2 separate regions of the Mus musculus genome follow, and region 2 is linked to region 1. Evidence: chromatin contacts called from public HiChIP or PLAC-seq data. All regions are on one chromosome and are shown on one strand. Each heading gives the region's core, a stretch centred on a gene start, on an enhancer-like site or on the middle of the called end of the contact. The rest is flanking DNA. Distances are from core to core; before and after follow the strand shown.

Evidence for each region. HiChIP or PLAC-seq counts read pairs in DNA pulled down with a chosen protein or histone mark.
Region 2: a contact with region 1 is called in an H3K27ac HiChIP or PLAC-seq map of embryonic fibroblasts, with 2.6 times the contacts expected there. The contact joins two enhancer-like sites. A contact is called at or near these places in 1 of 15 datasets of contacts at CTCF or cohesin (the NIH/3T3 cell line), 4 of 484 Hi-C or Micro-C datasets (Th1 cells, beige adipocytes, nephron progenitors and 1 more) and 1 of 115 datasets of contacts at active chromatin or transcription factors (embryonic fibroblasts).

Annotation. Positions count from the first base shown.
Region 1 is chr1:170,740,229-170,744,459 of GRCm38.p6, reverse strand. The region is part of intron 15 of Atf6 (activating transcription factor 6); the gene reads left to right. Among named protein-coding and RNA genes, the nearest start is that of Gm23523, 9.5 kb to the left of the region's middle. Within about 2 kb of position 2,764, at least 31 of the 459 cell types and tissues checked have an H3K27ac peak or open chromatin away from gene starts, as enhancers often do. A contact at or near this core is called in the NIH/3T3 cell line and embryonic fibroblasts, where this site is marked.
Region 2 is chr1:170,826,570-170,831,145 of GRCm38.p6, reverse strand. All of the region lies in intron 7 of Atf6 (activating transcription factor 6), which reads left to right. Among named protein-coding and RNA genes, the nearest start is that of Gm25235, 4.0 kb to the left of the region's middle. Within about 2 kb of position 1,580, at least 18 of the 459 cell types and tissues checked have an H3K27ac peak or open chromatin away from gene starts, as enhancers often do. A contact at or near this core is called in the NIH/3T3 cell line and embryonic fibroblasts, where this site is marked.

The DNA.
Region 1 (4,231 bases), core at 1,515-4,014:
TATGAAGACCAGAATGACCTTGAACTCAGAACTGCTTACCTCTGCCTTCCGAAGTGCTGGGATCAAAGACATGCACCATTATACCTTGCTAGCAGCCATTTTTCTTTGGTCTTGTTACTTGCTTCCAGTTCTGGTCATTCTCTGTAGAATAGATTCAGTCTTGTCATATCTCTTGAGAAAGCTGATGAACGATGAGAATAAATAGAAGTATCTTCAGATTCTATGTGGTATATTTCTCTTTTTTTCATTTATTTATTTATTTATTTACTTAGTTTTTTGAGACATGGTTTCTCTGTGTAGCCTTGGCTACACAGAGAGTCCTGGAACTCACTCAGTAGACCAAGCTAGCCTTGAACTCACAAAGATCTATCTAATTTTGCCTCCCAAGTGCTGGGATTTAAGACATGTGCTTCCTGCCCAACTTCTATGTGGTTTATGTCTATTGGTGAAGCCAATGTGATTTTTCCATTTAATTATGATTTTGTTTTCTGTCAAATACAGTCTACTAAGTTTTCATGTGTGTCACTGCTGAGCCATCTCCATCCCCTCTTCCTTTTCTTCTTTGCTGTTTTTGTTGTTAGTGGTGATGATGATGGCGACGACAACAGCAACAACTTGGGGCTGAAATTTAGACTGATTTTTTTTATCCTGATTCCTTTTTTCCATTAAATCCCCTAGTTAATAACTATTCATGTCCGCAGTGTAACTGCAGTGTAATCCCCTAGTTAATAACTATTCATGTCCGCAGTGTAACTTAGCCTTGATATGCCAGAATAATGAACTCTTTCAATTTTGTAACATTCATCTCACTTGTAATCAACCAATAGTTCATTTGTCTGATTTCTCTGCTAAATTTTATGTTAAGAACCTTATCTGGGGCCAGCAAGATGGCTCCTCAGCTAAAGGCACTTACCACCAAAGTAATCCCTTAAACTCACATGGTTAGAAGGGGAGCACCAGCTCCTACAAGTTGTCCTCTGACCTCACGTGTATGCTGTGGCCCAGGCACACACAAAATAAAGAAATGTAAGAAATGTAATTGTTTTAGAAAGAACCTTACTTATATGTCTTTGTTATTCCTAGTGCCTTACAAAAATAACTGTCAAATACATAAAAGGGGCTTAAGTAGATGCTGTATTAGTTACTATTCTTGTGTCTGACACCAAATACTTGACAGATGCAGCCTAAGGGAAGAGAGATTTATTAGGCTCCCAGACCAAAAAGTGCCATCCATCTTGTTGGAGAAGGCGTAGTAGTTTGGTCTGAGGACAGCGTGAATCTGTCTACTTCAGCCCTTTTGGAAGACTGAAATAAGCCTAATGTAAACCAAGCATTGCCTGCAGAAGCCAGTTCATCAAGGCCTTGTATGAGATATTATGGAGTTTGATTAATCCTGTGAATTTGAGGAGCTACTAAGACTTTGAACAGGGAGGAAGCAAAACCAGTGTGTGTAGAAGATATCCCTAAGGCTCACGGATGCATGAGGTGTACAGGGAACATTAAAGAGGAGGGGCTGGAAAAGATGCAGAGGCAGACTGACAGGGAGAAGGGCTGCAGACTGCATCCTCCGGGCAGGATGCACTCAGCCTTGGCAGCCATAACCTTGCTGCAGCAGCTGTGGTGCCTGCATTGTGTCTACACAAAAATGAATTGAGGAGGGGCTCAGGGGTTCCCTACACCTTCCTGCTAAACTATTTGCCACTGATAGACTCAGGGAGAGGGCATTTCCTCAGTTGTCTACCCACTAGTGATCCTATAAGGTTCTAATGGATCGTTCCAATCCAGTGTTCACACAGATGTCCTTGATTAAACTAAATGGGTCAAAAAGAGAACTGAAAGTCTTGAATCTGGGAAAGAACCTGTTGAGGTATTGATGGTATTGTTAGGAGGAAGTTGGGGAGGGAAGAGAATAATCAGATTGTGTTATATACGTGTTTGAAGCTGTCAAAGAGCATACTTAGTAATACTTAGAAAAGATTTCCCTAACAACAGTATAAAAGATTGTAAAGGATGGTGCTTTTACAGAGACTACAATTGGGGAGTTATCCTCTAGGCAAAAAAGAAACAAAAAAGATGATAATTCATCTCAGCAAAAACAATTTTTATACATATGAGTTATCTATTTCCTAATTCACAAGTTGCCCCTAAACCTACTGGTTTAAAAGAAGAGATCTTATCCACCCTGTGCCTGAGGGTCAGGGAGCTTAGCAGCCTGGTTCTAGCTCCAGGTATCTCTTGAGCTTCCAGTTCAGATGCTGTCTGGATCCAGAGATGTCCCTGGGTCTAAATGATGTGCCTCCAAATTCACCTACATGGCTGTTGGTCTCCCCTGGGGCTGCTTATGGCATCACTTCCCTCAAAGCAACTGATCCATGAGAATGAGAAAGGTTCCCCTCCAACCTCACACACCGCCATTCCTCCTGCATGTTTATGGTTACCTAGACCAGCCACGCTTGTCAAGTCAGAAATACTCTGATGGATTATGGAGATAAAAAGGACAGAATAAGTCACATAAAAACTATTCTATTAGTCATTTCTTCCAGCTTCTTCTTGCCTAGAACAAATAAATAAAGCATTTGCTTCACTAAAAACCAAATTAAATCCCCACTATAAATGTTAAATTCCTTTGCAATTATTGCTTAGTTTGATGCCATAAAATAGAATAATTTGGTTCCACTTTTGTTTTTAGTGTAATGTTGTTGTTGCAGCTCAGTGTGATTCATGCCTCAGAGTCAGTAGCTTTCCTGGGAAGCAGGACACATGGAGATCATAAGGAGTCGTAGAGCTGGGAAGCATAGTCTAGCAGAGCTCCCTGATAGACAAATAAGGAGAGGCATAAAAAGATGCTGGGTGGTAAAGAGCGGATCCAGCCCGGCTACTTGAATTGCTGAGACTAGAACACATTCTTCCAGGTCCCAGGACACAGCACTGCAGCTAAGTGACACAGCCATCTGTTCACATCACTGAAAGCACACAGAAGAACAACTTAGTGTTTGCTGAGGGCAAAGATAAATATATTAGAAGCTATTTCTGTCATCTGTTGGAAAATCATCTCATTGTGATATTGATTACTGTGTGACTCTGAGATAATTTAATACATGAGTAAGTACATAAGAAAATCATAGCACTGCTACGCCTTTTATGGTTTTTTTTTAAAGCAGGAGCAACTTACTTGACAGTAAAGTATTTGTATCAGTTTTTTTCATTTTAAAGAATGAGCAAGGCTCCATGAAAAGGACTGTGAGCGAATTATCAGAAACATGAACTGCACTGTTGGAGCAGTCAGATGGTAGGAATAGATAATGCTGATCACTCACAATAGTCATGAGGTTTAAAGTATTTTTTTAAATAGAATGTTTGGTTTTTGAGAATTGCTGACTATCTATTGCATAGTTTGGGGGTTTAGGGGTAAAATATTTTGTTAATTCAACCTTATTACAAAGGATTATAAGATCTTTTAAATTTTTGTTAAAAGTAGTCATATATATTATGACACATAAACTGTAGGGTAATCCAGTAAATGAACAGAAAGTAATTCAAATACCTTAAGATCCATAAAACTTTACTTTAAGAATCATTTATACCTCTCTTCCAGGCCCCCGTCTGCCCCATCCATATCACGGCTCTAGCTAAAGTGACTCACATTGACTCCCAGACTGGACCCTCCACCATCTACCCACAGTAGCTTTCCTTTTCCTCTTCTTGGACTTCATCAGCCGTAAGGGGCTGTTTTCCAACCTCTGCAAACCTAGGGTGATGGCAGAACACATGGTAGGATGCAGGGTACCACTGATGATGGATCCTTCATTGATAGTAATTCTTCTCCTGAAGGCCCAGACCCTTGGTACCTAAACTACAATGAGGATCAGTGTTGACGCTGTCATGAAGCATCAATAGATTAGGGTTTTAAATTCAGGTTTAAATCTCCCCTTTTAAGCACCCACTATGTGCATTAAATATATTTCTGCATCTGTTGGTCCTCACAGAGACTATTACAAGGTAGGTATTAGCCATACTTAACTATTAAGATAACTAAGAAGGTTCAAATGACCATAACTGGACTTCATGGTCCATTGCAAGCAGTATTCTGTAGACCGAGCCTCTCTTAAGAACAATGTGTGAGTGAGTGAAGACTGTAAATTTGTCAATGTTAATTTGCTGTTATAATTGCGGAGTAGCAGATACTGTGTTGCTGACCTCATCCTCCATGATGAGAACAAAGAGGAAGCAT
Region 2 (4,576 bases), core at 331-2,830, 88 kb before region 1:
TTTTTTAACAATTATAATATCCCAAGTGTTTAGAATTCCAGAGGAACAAAAGATGGGAAAGGTTTCTAAAAACTGAGGGCTGGAAATGTGGTCCGTAGCACAGTGCTTGCTTGGCATGCACAGGCCCTAGGTTCAATCTTTAGTACCCGTCCCATCCCCAAGAGACCATGCCATAGAAGACTGTTTAAGGATTGTAGTGATTCAGTACATTAAAAGAGAAGACTGAAGGTAGACAAAGGAGCTATCTGTTAGGAAAGGTAGGGTGTCATGTGGACAACAGAATTCTTCTGGGTTATTCCAGTGGGTCATCTGGAACAGGTGCAGGTAAGTGATAGAAAGAGCTCTTCAAATCCTAAGCTTGTAGATACAGACATTATGTTTAGATACTGGAGGCCAGTTTTCTTTTTAGACTGTGATTAATAGGCAGCTGAATGCTGACAGTGATGGATTCCCTGAACCATTTGTAATCTCCAAACAAATTCAGTTAATTGCATGTTGGTCTGTTAGCCAGACATCTTTCATTGGTTGTTTGATGTGAAAGAACATATGTTCTGCTTTTGCAGTATTTAGAGGACTCTGGGAAGTTTTGAGTAACTTGCTGACAAAGTCTTAGTAAACACCTTAGTTAGGATGTTTGAGATGAGAGTGTATCTGTATTGATGAGTGTTATCTTTTATTGTTAGTAGTATTGGCTCTGATTCAGAAATTAGAGCTGACAGAATTATAAAAGGGATATTGATGTAGTCTGTGTTTAATATAAGAGACCAAAAGACTATTAGGATGATCTTCCAGTTAAACAGAATCGCAGTTTCTGAGCTGTTTTCATTTATAGCATAGCAGGGTATCTTAGTCACTGTTCTATTGCTGTGAAGAGGCACCATGACCAAAGCAACTCGTATAAGAGAAAACATTTAAGTGGAGTCTTGCTTACAGTTTCAGAGGTTTAGTCCATTATCATCATGGCAGGCAGCATGGTGGCATGCAGGCAGACATGGTGCTGAAGAAGTAGCTGAAAGCTATATCCTGAGAGAGAAGTGGGTCTAGAATGGGCTTCAGTGACACACTTTCTCTAATAAGGTCACACCTCTTAATCTTTCTCAAATAGTGCCACTCCCTGGTGACTAAGCATTCAAATATAGGAGTCTTTGAGAGGGGCATGGTAGAGGTGGGAAGGGGGAGGCCTTGTTATTCAAACCACCACATAGGAAATGAGTCAAGACTTTTCAATGTGAGTTTTTCATATTTCTTTGAGGTAGAAAAGCATTAGTCTGCTAATCTTCCCAAGGCACCCAAAGTAAAGCCTGCTCTAGAAGGAGCTGTAGAGAGGACTGAGCCACCGGAACAGCCTCTATGTTAGTAGCATGCATATGTTTTTTAAGTCTCCTTAAATGTGAGTTAGTGTAGTTAGTCTTGATTCAAAATGTATCCCTCAGTTTTTCATGTCGTGCCATTTTTGTGCTTTTAAACCATATGGTGGAAAAGTTGTAATTCAGAAAACTACTATCAGTCTTTCGTGGCTTTGTAATGTTGACATGGCTACTCATTCCCTACCTGTTTTGAATTCTTTTGTTTGGCAAGCCGCATTCTCTAGGGGCCAGCTACCGCCATACGTAGCGTTGCTAGCATACCATCTTCTGCAGACTACATTAAGTGCCACATTTTCTGTTATGAAACAGTTTGCCTGGCTCAGATTATAATTTCAGTCTTCCTGCCTTTGCTGGTAAATCTGTTATGTTTAACTCTTGGAAACCTTACCTACATTTTCAAGAAGTACAGTTTGGTTTTAGCTCTGATCCTGATGAAAAAAATAGACATTTTATTTTAGTATAGACATTCTCTATGTACTCTGTTAAATGAAATTCTGGAATTATAAAGTTGGCTTGGTAGAGAGCATGGGTATCTTTCTGTTGAAGGGCAGTTGAATGTTGCCAGGTGTGAGGTTAGGCTGGAGCATTCTGTTTAAGTCTGTTACATTGTTTCCATCTCTTCTCCTCTCAACAGTTCATGAGCCCTAATCACCTTAATTTAGGATTTTAAAATTATGAGATTTGAGTTACTGGGATAAAGGACCATGAAAAATGTGGTGAAATTATATTCTATATATTTTATAGTGGACCAACATAGCTGAGAGTTTTACTGAAATTCATTGCCTGGAACAATGGAAAGGAAAAGATCATGAATTAGTACAGAACTAGAAAGAACCTAAGAGGTGAGAGTGATTGACACTGTGTTGCTAGAGGCCCTAGCCGTTTCTCCCTGCCTACCCATTCACTCTATGGGACATCTATTAAACCCTTCTTCACTCTGCACACTTTCCAATCTTTTCTGATTGGAGACCTTGACACACAAACATGAACATTCATGGACACGTGTACACGTGTGTGCATGCACGCACACACACACACACCTTTCCAAGAGGGCTATCTTTTTTTGAACTCCTGTGTCAGGTCCACAGAGCTATCATGGAAAGAAGGTTACTAAGGTAGGGGAGAATTCCTTCCCACATGCCTGCGGGCATTAGGAATACTGAAAAGGGCATTCTCCAGTTCCAAATTGGATTTTGCATTTCTTTTCCTTTTCTCTTTAATTTTTTAAAAGAGCTATTTATTTATCCTATGTATATGAGTACATTGTAACTGTCTGTAGACTCACCTGAAGAGGGCATCAGATCCCATTACAGTTGGTTGCTGAGAATTGAACTCAGGACCTCTGGAAGAGCAGCCACTGCTCTAGCCAAGCTATCTCTCCAGCTTGTATTATGATTCCTTTTTTTCTAGAAATGGTATTAAAAAGTTCGAGATTTCGGGTGTTAGGTTGAAGTGCTGTGGATGTGCTCTTTTCATCCAATGGACAAATATGAACTTGGAAGTCTTCCATTTTTACAGCAAGGTGGAAGCAGCCCTTCTCCTTTACCAGAGGGACTCTGTAGCTCCTCTTTCAAAGTTTCTGTAGGGAGCATGACACCAAGAAATGACTGGTTAACTCCCGTCACAGATGGTTATAACTTTGCATTCTTAGCTTGTCCAGTAAGGAATAAAGCTCACTAGAGACCCCCCTTGAAGGATGTTTCTCAAGAACGATGTAATTCTACAGTCTATTTACAATGTAAAGTAACGGGCACTCTACTTGTGTTCTTTTTCAGAAACCAAATCAAACCTCTAAACACTAAACATCCAAGGTCCTCTTTTAGGGCTAAATGTGAATTGGCTCTCCTTTTATCCTATCTTAAATCAGAGAGAGAATGAGTAGACAACTTTTAGCAACCGAATGCCTTTTAAAAAATCATTTTGTTAAAGCTTTTGTTAAGAGCATCAAGACCATGATATTTCTTTAGGCTGCAGAGTCAAGGAATCTGTCAGAATAATTTCAGTAGGAAAGATTTGGTGCTCTTAGAAGCTGTCCAGATTTCAGAAGGAAAAAGTCACTTTTGTGCTGACTAGCTTTTGGCTTTGCTACTACCAATGACTGCAAATAAAAGAAAACTATGCTTTGTTAAAGTATTTGCAGTTTCTCTTCAATGGAGTTTGGGGTTGTCTAAAAATTTATCTTGAATAAAGCTATTATAAATTAAAATTTGTGATTGCAGTGGCTCTGTGAAGGGACACTGACAGTCCTCCCTCCCCTCTTCATGTGCTGAGCTGTGATGAACTCATGCTGTGTCAACATTAGTGGTTTTTTGAGGCAGGGTCTCACTGTGTGTCTCTTGTGGGCTCAGAACTTCCTATATAGACCAATTTGTCCTTGAACTCACACATCTCCCTGTGTCTGTTTCCCTAGTGCTGGGACTGAAGGTGTGCACCACCATGCCTGGCTAACTTCAAGTGTTCTTTATGTCTTTCAGTTTGCTACCTGATAAAGCTAGTAAGTAATTATTTGAAAGCATGTTGACTTATATCTTCAATAATTAAATACTTTACCCTCTTTTCTCTGATAGTCTGTCCTATAGTCTTACCTTGGGGCTCACCCGAGGGAGATAGTGCTTTGCTGATCAGTTAGTTCCCATCTCTAAAGCAGTCGCCTTCACCAGTTTTCTGCCCTCCTGTCCTGAGATGGCTCTTTATTATGTACACACTTAAAGCTTTTGCTAAATGACCTCTTCTAAAGAAATAGTAGCTCATGTACACACTGTCTTGCAACTTGCTTTTCTTAATATATATTGGAGATTGTACCCCATCAGGACTTAAAGCTGAAAGGTAGGGATGGTGATGGCTCAGTGATTAAGAGCTCTGGCTGCTCTTCTAGAAGACTTGGTTCTAGTCTCATTACCAACATGGTGGCTCATAGTTGCCTGTAACTCGAGTTCCAGGGGGTACCAATGCCCTTTTCTGGCCTCCATGGGCACTGCGTGCACATGATGCACAAATAATCATAAAAACAAAATAGCCACATACATGAAAAATAAAGTAAATCTTAGAAGAAGGAAGAGAAGGAGAAGGAGCAGGAGCAGGAGGAGGAGGAGAAAAGAAGAAGAAGAAGAAGAAGAAGAAGAAGAAGAAGAAGAAGAAGAAGAAGAAGAAGAAGAAGAAGAAGAAGAAGAAGAAGAAGAAGGAAGAAGAAGAAGAAGAAGAAGAAGAAG